Regions from separate parts of the Sus scrofa genome. Here all the other regions are linked to region 2. A link is a contact called in public HiChIP or PLAC-seq data. All regions are on one chromosome and are shown on one strand. Each heading gives the region's core, a stretch centred on a gene start, on an enhancer-like site or on the middle of the called end of the contact. The rest is flanking DNA. Distances are from core to core; before and after follow the strand shown.

Region 1 (3,521 bases), core at 892-3,391, 450 kb after region 2:
CATGATGATACATAGCGTTTCAGTATTAGAAACACTGGATGGATGAATATTGCTTCGAAACAAAATCCGGTAGTATGTAGTGAACAGATAGATTATTTCTCTCTTTTTTTTTAATGGTCATGCTCAGAGTATGTGGAAGTTCCTGGGCCAGGGATTGAATATGAGCTGCAGCATCAACCTACTCGGGCTCCTTTAACCCACTGAATTGGGTAGGGAATGGAACCCAGGCCTCCACAGCAACCTGCACCTCTGCAGTTGGATTCTTAGCCCACTGTGCCACAGTTGGAACTCCAGATAGGAGATTATTTTGACTGTCCATCTATATGGTAAATCCTTTTGAAATAATTTCCCAGCCTCTAGGAGGACCACCAGGAACCTCTACTGGGATCTGATTTCTCCTGAGACCAGTTGGGATTTGTTTTATTCTCTGTAACAGGAAATTGGGAAGTGGAACTCAGTTTTCCATTGACAGCAGTCATTCTGTCTCCTCTTGTAGTTGGTTGTTTATGCTCCTTGAAGGGAAGGGGCACCTGTGGTCCTGCACTCTCCATGGTGCCTGGCTCTGTGCTTTGCTAGGTACTCTGTCAACATCTGTTGAGTGAACATGAGTAGCAGTGTTTAGGGAAACAGGAGGTCTTAGCTCTTCAGGTGTATATAGCATGATCCTCTGTTCACACTGTAGTGGGATGTCCATCCATAGGCGTGGCCTAGGATGAGAATGGACCACTTGACCTGAGGAGGTGGTGTGGGAAGGGGACTGCTGGAATGTTGAGAAATAGTCTTTAGGTGGGCATTTGTAATTATTATGGGATGCTCTGAGGTGAACTGAACTTTATGTGAATGGCTCATCTGACCAGCTTGGTATTTGGTGGGTCTTACTCAAAATTTAACTGGAGGTAAGTGTTGCTAAGTGTCTGGAGAACATCTGGATTTTGGTGGGATTGGGTGGGGCTCAGTCCAGTTCCTGCATGTCTGAAAATGATGGATGAGGAAAGCTAGAGTCTGTCCTAGACATCAAGAGACTTTGTGCCAGGATACTGCTTTGGGCCATTAAGGGCTGAAGGTGTGTACAAGTTGGGGCGGGGACAGGGCAATGTGGATAGCCTGCTTCACCCTTGCTGGTGTGGGAGTTAGGGTTTTAGACTGACAGCCTCTGGAGATGGGGGAGGGATGAGTATAAATATTATGGGATGCCTGACTGGAAAGGTATAGGGGTGGTAGAGATGAGCATTATGGGACCTGACTCTGGGTTGTGTTGGGAGTATTATTGTATGTTTGCTTGACCACAGGTTCTTTGTCATTATTATGGGATGTCAGGGTGTGGGTGGGGGAGTAAAATTATGGGATATCTTTCCAGTGCTAGAGGAAAGGAGTTTGGATGTCCATCTGTGAGGTGACTGTAGGGCTGTTGATCATTATGGATATCTCTGATAGAGGAGGAGTGGTTATTATGGGCTGTGGAGTGGGAATGAACGTCTGAAGCCTTGGGGTCGAGTTTTGAGGTTCTAGCCCACAGGGGCTGAGGGCAGCTCCCCAGGGGGTTGGTTATTATGGGATGTCAGTACAGAAAGTGGGAGACTGATTACTACGGGATGTGTGTGGGAAGTGGGAAGAGGCCGAAGTGTCCGTTGTTGGGGGGGGGTGAGTTTCTGACTATTATGGGATATCAAACTGGGGGTGGATGAAGAGTGGTTATTATGGGATGTCTGTGGGGGATGGGGATGAGTATTATGGGATGTGAGCATGAAGAGCGGGTAGGGGTGCTTATTATGGGATGGCCATGGGGAGGGAGAGGTGACGAATTATTATGGGATGTTAGCATTAGGGCCAAGAGTGAAGAAGTTGGCAAAGGATGGCTATTATGGGATGTCTAGGGGAGGGGTAAAGTGTTAGTTGCAAAAGGTCTGCAATATCATGAGATGTCAACATCCCTGGCATATATGTATATGTGTATGGAGTGCGTGCGCGTGGGGGGGTGATGGTTGTGGTGGTGGTGGTGGTACGGTGGTGGTGGTGGTGGTGGTGTCCGTGTGTATTATGGGATGGCCAGGAGGTGGGTGGTTGCCCGGGTGACACGCGCGCGCGCGCTCGAAGGGGGCGTGGCCAGTGGTTGCTGAGCGACGAGGGGGCGGGGGTTGCCCGGGAGACCTAGGGAGGAGGGTGGCGGTAGTGGAGGGGGGGTTGGAGTTGGTTGAGGTTATTATGGGCTGTCCGTGGGGGGGCGGGGCCTGTGCGGTGGGATTTCCCGGCCGGTGTTTCGGGCCCTTTAAGAGGCGACGCTGGAGCCGGAGCCATTTTCCCCCCTTCGGCCGCGGCGAGGAGGAGCCGGAGCGGGAGTGACACCCGGCCGGACCCTGCGCGACCTGCGGCGGCTCCGGGGTGAGGAGAGCGCGGGGTTCCCAGACAGAAGCCCCTCTCATCCCGACCGGCCCCGAGGGTCATCCCTCCACCCAGCCTCTCTTCGGGCGTCCCCGGACCCGCAGACCGCCCCCTGCCCGGGAAGCCGACCCTGCCTCTCCTTCCCCTGCAGGGCGCCCAGCCCCCGCCCTCGCCCTGCCCGACTCTAGCTCTCCGCGACTCCCACCTCGGGCTTTGCCTCCCACAATGCCCGGCGCCCCCCTCGCCCTTTGCTCACTTGCCCCCCGGGACACGTGGCCCGGCCCCCCGCCTGGTGGGAGCCCCGGCCCCCCACGCCCCTGCCTCCAGCCCCCCGGAGCGCCGAGCCTCCACGCCCCCTCGTCCCCGCGGCTTCTCCGGAGAACCCGAGTTGTCCCAGAGGACAGCCTTTGGAGAGCTGCCCTGTCTGGGGACTGGCCCCTCCCCAGGCGCAGGGAGTCGCCCCCCCACCCCCAAGTGACCTTGTGTCCCCAAGCGCCTCGCCGCCGGCCGCCTCCCCCGATCCTCCCCCCACCCCCCCCGCGCCGCGGCCACTCGGACCCCCTCCCCCGACACGCCCGGCTCAGTTCAGCGGCTTCTCCCCTCCCTACGCCGGCACCGGCTTGCCCTCGGGGGCGCCGCTTCCTCCGGTCTGGGGGGCTCCAGCCCGGGAGCCGGCTTCCGGGCTGCCCCTGGGAGTGTGGAACTAAGTTCAGCCTGAGTGGTTCGGGTGCCCTGCTCGGGTGGCTGAGGGGTGGGGGGGCCGGGGGTGGGCGGAAAGCGCGGCGGGGTGGGGGAGGGGGCCGTGCGCGTCACTGACTGTTCTCTTTCTCTCCCCCCTCCCCCGCACAGTGACTCGGGCCAGTGTCGAGGGCCCCAGGCCGCAGGCAGGAGCAGCTGGGCCAATTCCCTGGCCGGGAGCGGAAGGGGATGGCGTCGGGCCTGGGCTCCCCGTCCCCCTGCTCAGCGGGCAGTGAGGAGGAGGATATGGATGCACTTTTGAACAACAGCCTGCCCCCACCCCACCCAGGTAACATCTTCCCCAAGGGCCCCGGGCAGGAAGGAGCCATCTGGGCCCTCCCTAGTGGCTCCGTGAGGCAGGGTTGAGTTTCTGGGCTTGCTCTGTGCAGTGAGAGGTGGAGGGC
Region 2 (3,820 bases), core at 137-2,636:
TGGCTATAAAAAGATAAGAAGTAAGAATGAAAAGTGTGTTAGCTGCCCCTCAAACTTGCCCCCTCCCCAAGGCTCCAGAGCCCAGTTCCTCAACCCCTCATTCTCCCTACTCCCCACTCCCAGCCCAGGAGCCCCTGTGCCATCTGTAATCCTCTGGGGAAACTCTTCTGCTTCTCCTGCCCAGGCTACCTACGCCCTGCCAGTGGGAGACGAGGCCCCAGTACAGGGAGGTGGTGCTGAAACTGGGAGAGGGAGCATGGCTGTCCCAGCCCCGAGTGGGGTTGCAATGACCAGCTTCATACAGGGCCTGCGAGTCGTGCAGTCTCTCTGCCCCGACCCCAACACTCACGGCAGGTGCACTATCCCGGTGGGACCATGACAGGCCCTTCCAGTCAAGGTGTTAGATTCACCTTGGGGACCCCATCCTGGCCCTGGACTGCTCCAGATTGCAGCTACAGGTGTGGTCACTGCCTCTTCACCCTCTTGGCTCCCTGCCCTCTCTCCTACCCAGCCTCCACTCAGCCCTGTAACCAACCCCTGTTCATTTAGAGTGACCAACTGTCCTGGTTCACCCAAACTTTCCCAGTTTTAAAACTGAAAGCCCAGAGTTCCCATCATGGCTCAGTGGAAACGAATCTGACTAGCATCCACGAGGACTCAGGTTCAATCCCTGGCCTTGCTCAGTGTGTTAAGGATCCGGCATTGCCATGAGAGTGGTGTAGGTCACAGAGGTGGCTCAGATCTGGCGTCGCTGTGGCTCTAGCGTAGGCCGGTGGCGCCAGCTCCAATTGGACCCCTAGACTGGGAACTTCCATATGCCAAGGGTTTGGCCCTAAAAAGACAAAAAAAAAAAAAAAGATAAAGAGTATTCTGGGGAGTTCCCGTCGTGGCGCAGTGGTTAACGAATCCGACTAGGAACCATGAGGCTGCGGGTTCGGTCCCTGCCCTTGCTCAGTGGGTTAAGGATCCGGCGTTGCCGTGAGCTGTGGTGTAGGTTGCAGATGCGGCTCGGATCCCGCGTTGCTGTGGCTCTGGCGTAGGCCGGTGGCTACAGCTCAGATTCGACCCCCTAGCCTGGGAACATCCATATGCCACGGGAGCGGCCCAAGAAATAGCTAAAAAGACAAAAAAAAAAAAAAAAAAAAAAAAAAAAAAAAAAAAAAGTATTCTGGAAGACTGGGTAAATTAGTTCACCAAAGCTAGCAAGACAGGGAGAAGGTACGCCCTGGTGGGGGAGTCCCTAACAATCTCATTAGACACCCATGGAGATGGCACAGTGATGGCACAGTGATTGCCTCTAGCAATTTCTTCAAATAAAGTAAATTAGGGTGGGTAAAAATAAATTAATTAGTCACCAGTACTGTTAGGGCTGATAGTGGTTGGATGGGTGTATGATGGAGAGGCTATAGTCACAGAGGCAAAGAACACAACACAGGACCCCTGAGCCTTATTATGATCCAGTGGCTGGTTCATCACGCCTCCTCCAGGGGCTGATCCCCCAAGCCGTGCCATAGCTCCTTTGGTTCACTGGCAGTTCCTGACTTTTACCAGCAGGTGGCAGTAGAACACTTCTGCCTCTGGGGCTCCATCTGCCGCCTCCTGCTGCTGCAATTTGCACCCAGTGGCCCAACCCGGCCTTGGAAGGGCCATCAGACTTCCCTCCCGGGGGCCAAGCCGCCCACAGTCAGCTTACCTGCTCTGACACCCAGGGAGAAGACAGGACCCCGGACCCTGCATCTCCAGATTTCCAACTCTAGGCAAGGTGGAGCCGCCCGGACCAGGAATTGCGGAGGGGTCCACGTAGGTGAATTCCACTCTCCTTCACAGAGTCTTTCTCCACCACCTCATTTCCATGAGTTCGGGTCCTGTCGCTTGGTCATGGCCATCGCTCTTGTCCCCAGAACACCAGGCCTGGAAAGGAAGGGCCGTGACAGAGACAACCACAGGCTGGGGGAAGACGGGGACCATAAGGAAATGGAAACAGAGGGGTTTCCTAGTGGGGCTGCGGGGTAAGGATCCAGCATTGTTGCTGCAGTGGCTCGGATTGCCGCCATGGCGTGGGTTCAATCCCTGACCTGGGAACAGGTGCAGCCAAAAAGAAAGAAAAGAGAAAGAAATGGAAATCGAGTCTTTGAAACAGAAAAGCTAAAAAAAAAAAAAAAAAAAAAAAATTGGCAGCTGGCATGACCCCCACAGCTCATCCTTCAAGTTAAGTCTGGGTGTCTGTGGGTGAGAGGGCTTCCAGGTCTCAGATGTACCAAGCCTCAGTTGGGGTAAAACCTATCTCCAGTATTTCAGCTACCCCTGAGCCAGACAGCAAATGGAGATTTGCTTTTTAAATCCATGCTGACAACCACTATACTTCCAGGAACTTTCTGTTCCTCCTGCTTGAGGAGACTTCCCCAGCCACAGTCCCGTTGCCTTGCTGGGGCCAAGCCTGTGCACTCGCCCTGCAGTGAAGGAAAGTGTCTCCCGACTGAAGATGAAAAACATAATATGTTTTGTATCCATTTAACTGTCTCATTTCTTTTGTACATGTTAAGCTTCTTAGACCAGCCTTTTTCTTCCCCCTCTAAATACTCGGTAATAAAAGGCCGGTGCTTGGTTTGAAAAAGCAAGCCCCACAAATGCTCTTGAAATAAATCTCCAGAAGATGACAGGGTAATCCTTCTTATCCTGGAGCTGCAGAAAATCAGCCATGATTCTGCTTCACAGAGTCAATTCTGATAAAGGGGTGACTCAAGAACATTCAATCTCATGGGTGTGAAAATAGATAATCCTGTTCTATGTTATACTTCTATCATCTTTGGAAGTGTAACTTGCACAAAGGAATCTTAAGACCGTCAGACCTCAGAGATGATTGCTATTTGATCAGCGCAATGTCATCCATCAACCGTAAAAGGCTGCAACTCTGGTTGGCCATTGATAAATTTATTACTTTGAAAACTATATATGTGTATATATATATATATATATATATATATATATTACCTTTTTGCCATTTTCTTGGCATATGGAGGTTTCCAGGCTAGGGGTCCAATCGGAGCTGTGGCCGCTGGCCTACACCACAGCCACAGCAACGCCAGATCCGAGCCATGTCTGCGACCTACACCACAGCTCACGGCAACACCGGATCCTTAACCCACTAAGCAAGGCCAGGGATCGAACCCACAACCTCATGGTTCCTAGTCGGATTCATTAGCCACTGAGCCACGACAGGAACTCCTAAAAACAATATTTAAATTAACTTCTTCAATTTCCAAAAAGCATAGGTACTTGGGAGACGATACAGAAGTATACCTTTGGGACTCTCTTCTCCCTCTTCCAAACATAAAGGTAAAATCCCATTGCTCTGTTCGATATTTTTTTTCCAACGAGTTTTCAAAGCTTAAGAGCCTGCAAGTATTTGAATTAACAGGAGAAATCATTGCCCTGTGACCTCCGAGGGGAGACAAGGAATCAGCCTGAGGGAAGGATTGGAAAAAGAAAGAAATGGAAGCAGTAGATCCCTGAGTTCAATAAACTGGAGAGGGAGTTCCCGTTGTGGCTCAGAGGGTTAAGGACCTGATGTTGTCTCTGTGAGGATACAGGTTTGATCCCTGGCCTCGCTTGCTCAGTGGGTTAAGGATCCTGCGTTGCTGCCAGCTACTGCATAGGTTGCAAGATGCAGCTCAGATCTGGCGTTGCTGTGGCTGTGGTGCAGGCCGGCAGCTGCAGCTCCAATTTGACCCCTAGCCTGAGAACTTCCATATGCTGCAGGTGGGGCCATAAAAACAAACAAACAAACTGGAGGGGATTTGGAATTGGTGACCTATAGCCC
Region 3 (3,978 bases), core at 1,303-3,802, 320 kb after region 2:
TTTCTCCCTTTATGGGGAGCACAGAACGCAGGCCCCCTTTCCCTTCAGCTAGGTTTCTTCACGCGACTTCGCTGTCCTCATTTCTTTTCCACATGGCCAGTCTGGCATTTCTACTCCCTGGTGGGCTTTCCCCTTCATCCTGGGCCTGGAGAGCCAAGGGGTTGTCAGCTTCTCTCTGGTGGCCCCAGTACCAGGTCTGTGCGGCCCTGGCCTGAGTTTCCCACCCAGACAGATGGAGAGGGAGGGAGAGTAAGTGCCAGGGAGGGAGGGAGACTAGCAGAGGCCAAAGTCCAAGGGGCCAGGCCCTCTCCTCCCCTGTCCAGTCCTGTCCTGTCCTTCTGGTCACTGTCCTTCCATGATCCCTTTTCCAGGAGGGTATGTGACCTGGGCCTTGTGCTAAGCAGCTCTCTGGCCTCATTTACCCAACACAGGCACACACACTGACACAGGCTGACACCGATTCACACACACCGCTACCGAGGGGCGCTGAAGCAATCCAGAGACACATGGCCGGGTGTTTGGGCGTGCTGGCACACACTCTTGAGACAGCACTAGAGCACAGTGGAGCCACTCGGCACTCACAAAGCAGCAACATGGCTCCAGAACAGCTACGTCTCCACATGCACACATGTAACTGACACGGGCAGTCCCACACACTCGCTGGATTTCAGACATACAAAGACACCTACTCAGTGAAGTCACATGCCACCGCACAGCCAGCCCACCGGAGGGCCGCTCAGCACACCTTAGCGCTCACGCGGAACCCCTCTCTCTCACTGCCTTAAACCCCACTGGTTCCCCTTTTCACTTCACGGCCTCCAGGAGACCTCTGTGGCCTCCCCAGCAACCGCCCCCACCCAAGGTCGGGCTCCCCGCCCCCAAACCCTGGCCGAATTAATTTCCCCAAGCAACACTCAGCAGGTTCCCTAGGGAAATTAGAGGAAGGCTGGAAGAAAGGCAAGGGCGAAGGGATGGGGCCAGGGAAGGAAGCTGATGAGAGCAAAGGCGGCGCGATGCAATGCCATGCAATGCTGAGCCTCAGCTTTTTCGAAGGCTATTCCCGGCCCCCTTTTGGTTTTTAGGAATTCGAGCTTCTCTAAGTGTGGGAGGGAGACGCGGAGGGCTATGGAGAGAAAAGAAAGCTGAAGGCCAGAGGAGGAAGGAACGGATGTAGATGGAAGGAGAAAACAGAGGCAGTAGCTCTCGGAGATAAGCAAGAGCCGGTCGGGCCTCGAGGGGAGGGGCCCGCGAGGAGCAGCCTCCCGGGAGAGTCCTGTTTACACTGGACGCAGGCTCTCAAACCGCTTAGCAGAGGAAAGGTGAGGTCAGACTGGAAAGGGAGACGGGGACCGGGCGCCGGAGAGGGGCGCGGGGGAGGGGGCATGGCAGATGAGACGCGCAGAGCTCCGACGGACACCGGCTGGGGTGGCGGCGAGCGAGCTAGGGCCGGAGAGGGGTGGGGACGGCACCCGGCCGGAGCGGCCAGGCCGGGAGCCGGGTGCGCGGCGCTCGGGAAGCTAGAGGGCGCTGGCGCTAGGCGCGCGGCGCGGGGTAGGCAGCGCCGGGCTGGGGCGCGGGGGGGAGGGCGCAGCGGGGTCCGCCGGGACCCCGAGCCGGGGCAGTAGTGTGGGGCCGTCTGGGGCGGCCCGGGGCGCACGACCGCGCGGAGCCCCGGGGGCGCGCGGGGGCCAGGCTAACGCCGGCCCCGCCCGTACCTTGGCGCTCAACTCGGCCGCTGCCTCCACGCTCTTCTCCGACATGGTGCCGGGGCCGGGGCCGGGGCTGGCGGGGAGCCGGGGTCCCGGGGCCGAGATGGAGAGGCCCTGGACGGCGGAAGGTGGCCGCGGCCGGAACCTGGCGCGGTGGCGGCGGCGGCGGAGACAGCGGCAGCGGCGGCCGCTGGGCAAGCTGGGGCTCTGGAAGAGGCGGCAGAGGCGCGCGGGGTGGGGCGGGGGTGGGTCTGGAGCGGAGACCCGCAGGGCTGCGGCCGTCCAGAGGGCGGGCGGAAGGGCGGTGCGGGCGGTGGCCGGCGCGCTCCGGCCGCGATCGCTAGGTCCTCGGCTCGCCGCCCCCGCACCCGCAGAGCTGCCGCCGACCAGCCGCTGCCGCCCCCGGGCAGGGAACCCGCTTATAAAGCGGCGCTGCCCGACGGGAGGGGCTTCCCAGGGGTGGGGCAGGCGGGAGCGGGGAGGAGAGGAGAGGGGAGGGGGATGAAAGCGGAGGTTGGAGAGGTGGGGATAGGAGGATGAGAGCAAGGGGAGGGAGTGCGCGAGAGGCGGGAGGGAGGACTAGACCAGGAGGGGGAAATGGAGAGACTGACGGTCGCGGAGAAAGGAGTGGGGCGAGGAGGTGGGGAGGGGTGGGGTTCCTGCGGGGAGGGACCTCTCCTAATCCCGACCTACTGCCTGCGAACGTGGAGCCCGACCCCCAAAAGCCCTGAGATTTTGCCGAGGGATGGGGTGGGGGGAAGCGGATGGAAAGGCCGGGCAGGTATTTGAGAAACCAAAAGCCTAAAGAGGAGGAAGAGGGCGGGAGCCACTTCCACTTCTCCCTGGATTTCCCCTCTCCTGCCTCTCGGTTCGCTGGGTGGCCTTGAGAGGGATTAGAGAGCAGAAAGGGCAGCCCACCCTCCGTCCTGCCCGAGGCTGACATTTGTGTCCCCTGCTGGGTTCCTCCCTTCGCGGCTCTTGCTTGTGATCTGAGGAGGGGCCGAGGCTCTCCAGCCTCCTTTCCACCTTCGACCTTTCTTATTTGCCCGGCTCACCTCACTTTTCTTTGCCTGGTCCTTCTATTTCTCTTCATTCCTCTTTATCCATTTCTATCTCCCATCTCTCTTCTTGTCACCTCTTCTCCACTTCTCACTTGCCCTCTCTGCATGCCACCTCTGATGTCTTCCCTCTCTTTCCAGACAACATAGTTCCTGGCTCACCTGAGTCTGTCACCTGGCCCTATATCCTTAGCTGATTTTCCTCAACCCTTCTTCACTCCTCTCCTTATTTCCCACATTTTCCCTTTCTTGATGTTTCTCCTTCCTCTGCTGCCTTCTTCCCAGCCTTTCTGGAGTGTATCTGTCTCCTTTGCTGGGGGTTCCAGGCCACTCTAACCCACACACCCTCGGCTCCTCACCCACAGTCTCAGTATCTTTGGGTCATTTTGAGAAGCTTGCTGTTTCAGGAGGGAACCGGAGCTAGGGTGTGTGACACAGGTCTGGAAGGTGGATGGGGCGGAAGGCTAGGGTTTGGAAAAAGATATCTTTGGTGCGTGTGCGCTCCTATATTTGTTTATCATCAGTCTTCATCTTTGTATCATTTTCATCTTAATAAAAAAGACATAACTGATGGATCATCACCATTTCGTCTCGGGGTGCCCCTACTGTCTTTTGGTCCCTTGGTGTACACACTTCCCAATTTCTCCTCTGACTCCTCTCTCAGTTTCTCAGTCTCCATCTCCTCAAAAATCTTGGCGCCCCACCCAGGCTTTTCCTTGGCCAACTATGTCCATCTTTCTCGGAGACCTTTCCATCTCTCTGTCTCTCGGACGTACTCCCTGATGTTTTTAGTGATCTCTGACCCTCTCCATCTCTGTACTCTTTTGCTTCATTTATGTCCCTCTCCCTCCTCCTTTAACCTTCCCCCCCCCCCAGTCTCCCCGTCTGGCTCCCTCCCTGTCAGTCTCTTTCCTCTCCCTCCCACCCTCCTTTCCTCAGTGCCCCCCCCTTCTCCACCTCCCAGCCCCGCCTGCTGTCTCAGGACACCCTGCTGGGCTCTTACCCTGTTGCCCTGGTAACCGCCCCCCACTCCGGTCACCTCCACTCCCCTCCCCCCCTCCAATCACCGCCACCAACAACCTCCATCCACCTTCCTCCTATTTTTCCTGAGAGCCAATAGAAACCCTGTTGCCAGGTGGAATGCTCATTTGAATCAGCCAATCCAGGAGCCTAACTGCTTGCCCTGCCTTATATGGGGATTTGAGGAGGGC

What was found. HiChIP or PLAC-seq counts read pairs in DNA pulled down with a chosen protein or histone mark.
Region 1: an H3K27ac HiChIP or PLAC-seq map of alveolar macrophages shows a contact between it and region 2. The contact joins the promoter of CHD4 here to the promoter of C1RL in region 2. A contact is called at or near these places in 1 of 47 Hi-C or Micro-C datasets (mesenteric adipose tissue) and 1 of 2 datasets of contacts at active chromatin or transcription factors (alveolar macrophages).
Region 3: a contact with region 2 is called in an H3K27ac HiChIP or PLAC-seq map of alveolar macrophages. The contact joins the promoter of PTMS here to the promoter of C1RL in region 2. A contact is called at or near these places in 2 of 47 Hi-C or Micro-C datasets (heart right ventricle and liver) and 2 of 2 datasets of contacts at active chromatin or transcription factors (alveolar macrophages and skeletal muscle).

Annotation. Positions count from the first base shown.
Region 1 is chr5:64,069,486-64,073,006 of Sscrofa11.1, forward strand. CHD4 (chromodomain-helicase-DNA-binding protein 4) reads left to right here and starts at 2,142. Exons shown (of 40, transcript XM_021092425.1): 1 at 2,142-2,379; 2 at 3,229-3,406. The coding sequence starts at 3,307.
Region 2 is chr5:63,622,012-63,625,831 of Sscrofa11.1, forward strand. C1RL (complement C1r subcomponent-like protein) reads left to right here and starts at 1,387. Exons shown (of 7, transcript XM_021092409.1): 1 at 1,387-1,800.
Region 3 is chr5:63,939,560-63,943,537 of Sscrofa11.1, forward strand. It overlaps PTMS (parathymosin), which reads right to left and starts at 2,553. Exons shown (of 5, transcript XM_013987418.2): 1 at 1,716-2,553. The coding sequence starts at 1,760. LOC110260751 (a long non-coding RNA gene) reads left to right here and starts at 2,535. Exons shown (of 2, transcript XR_002344121.1): 1 at 2,535-3,978.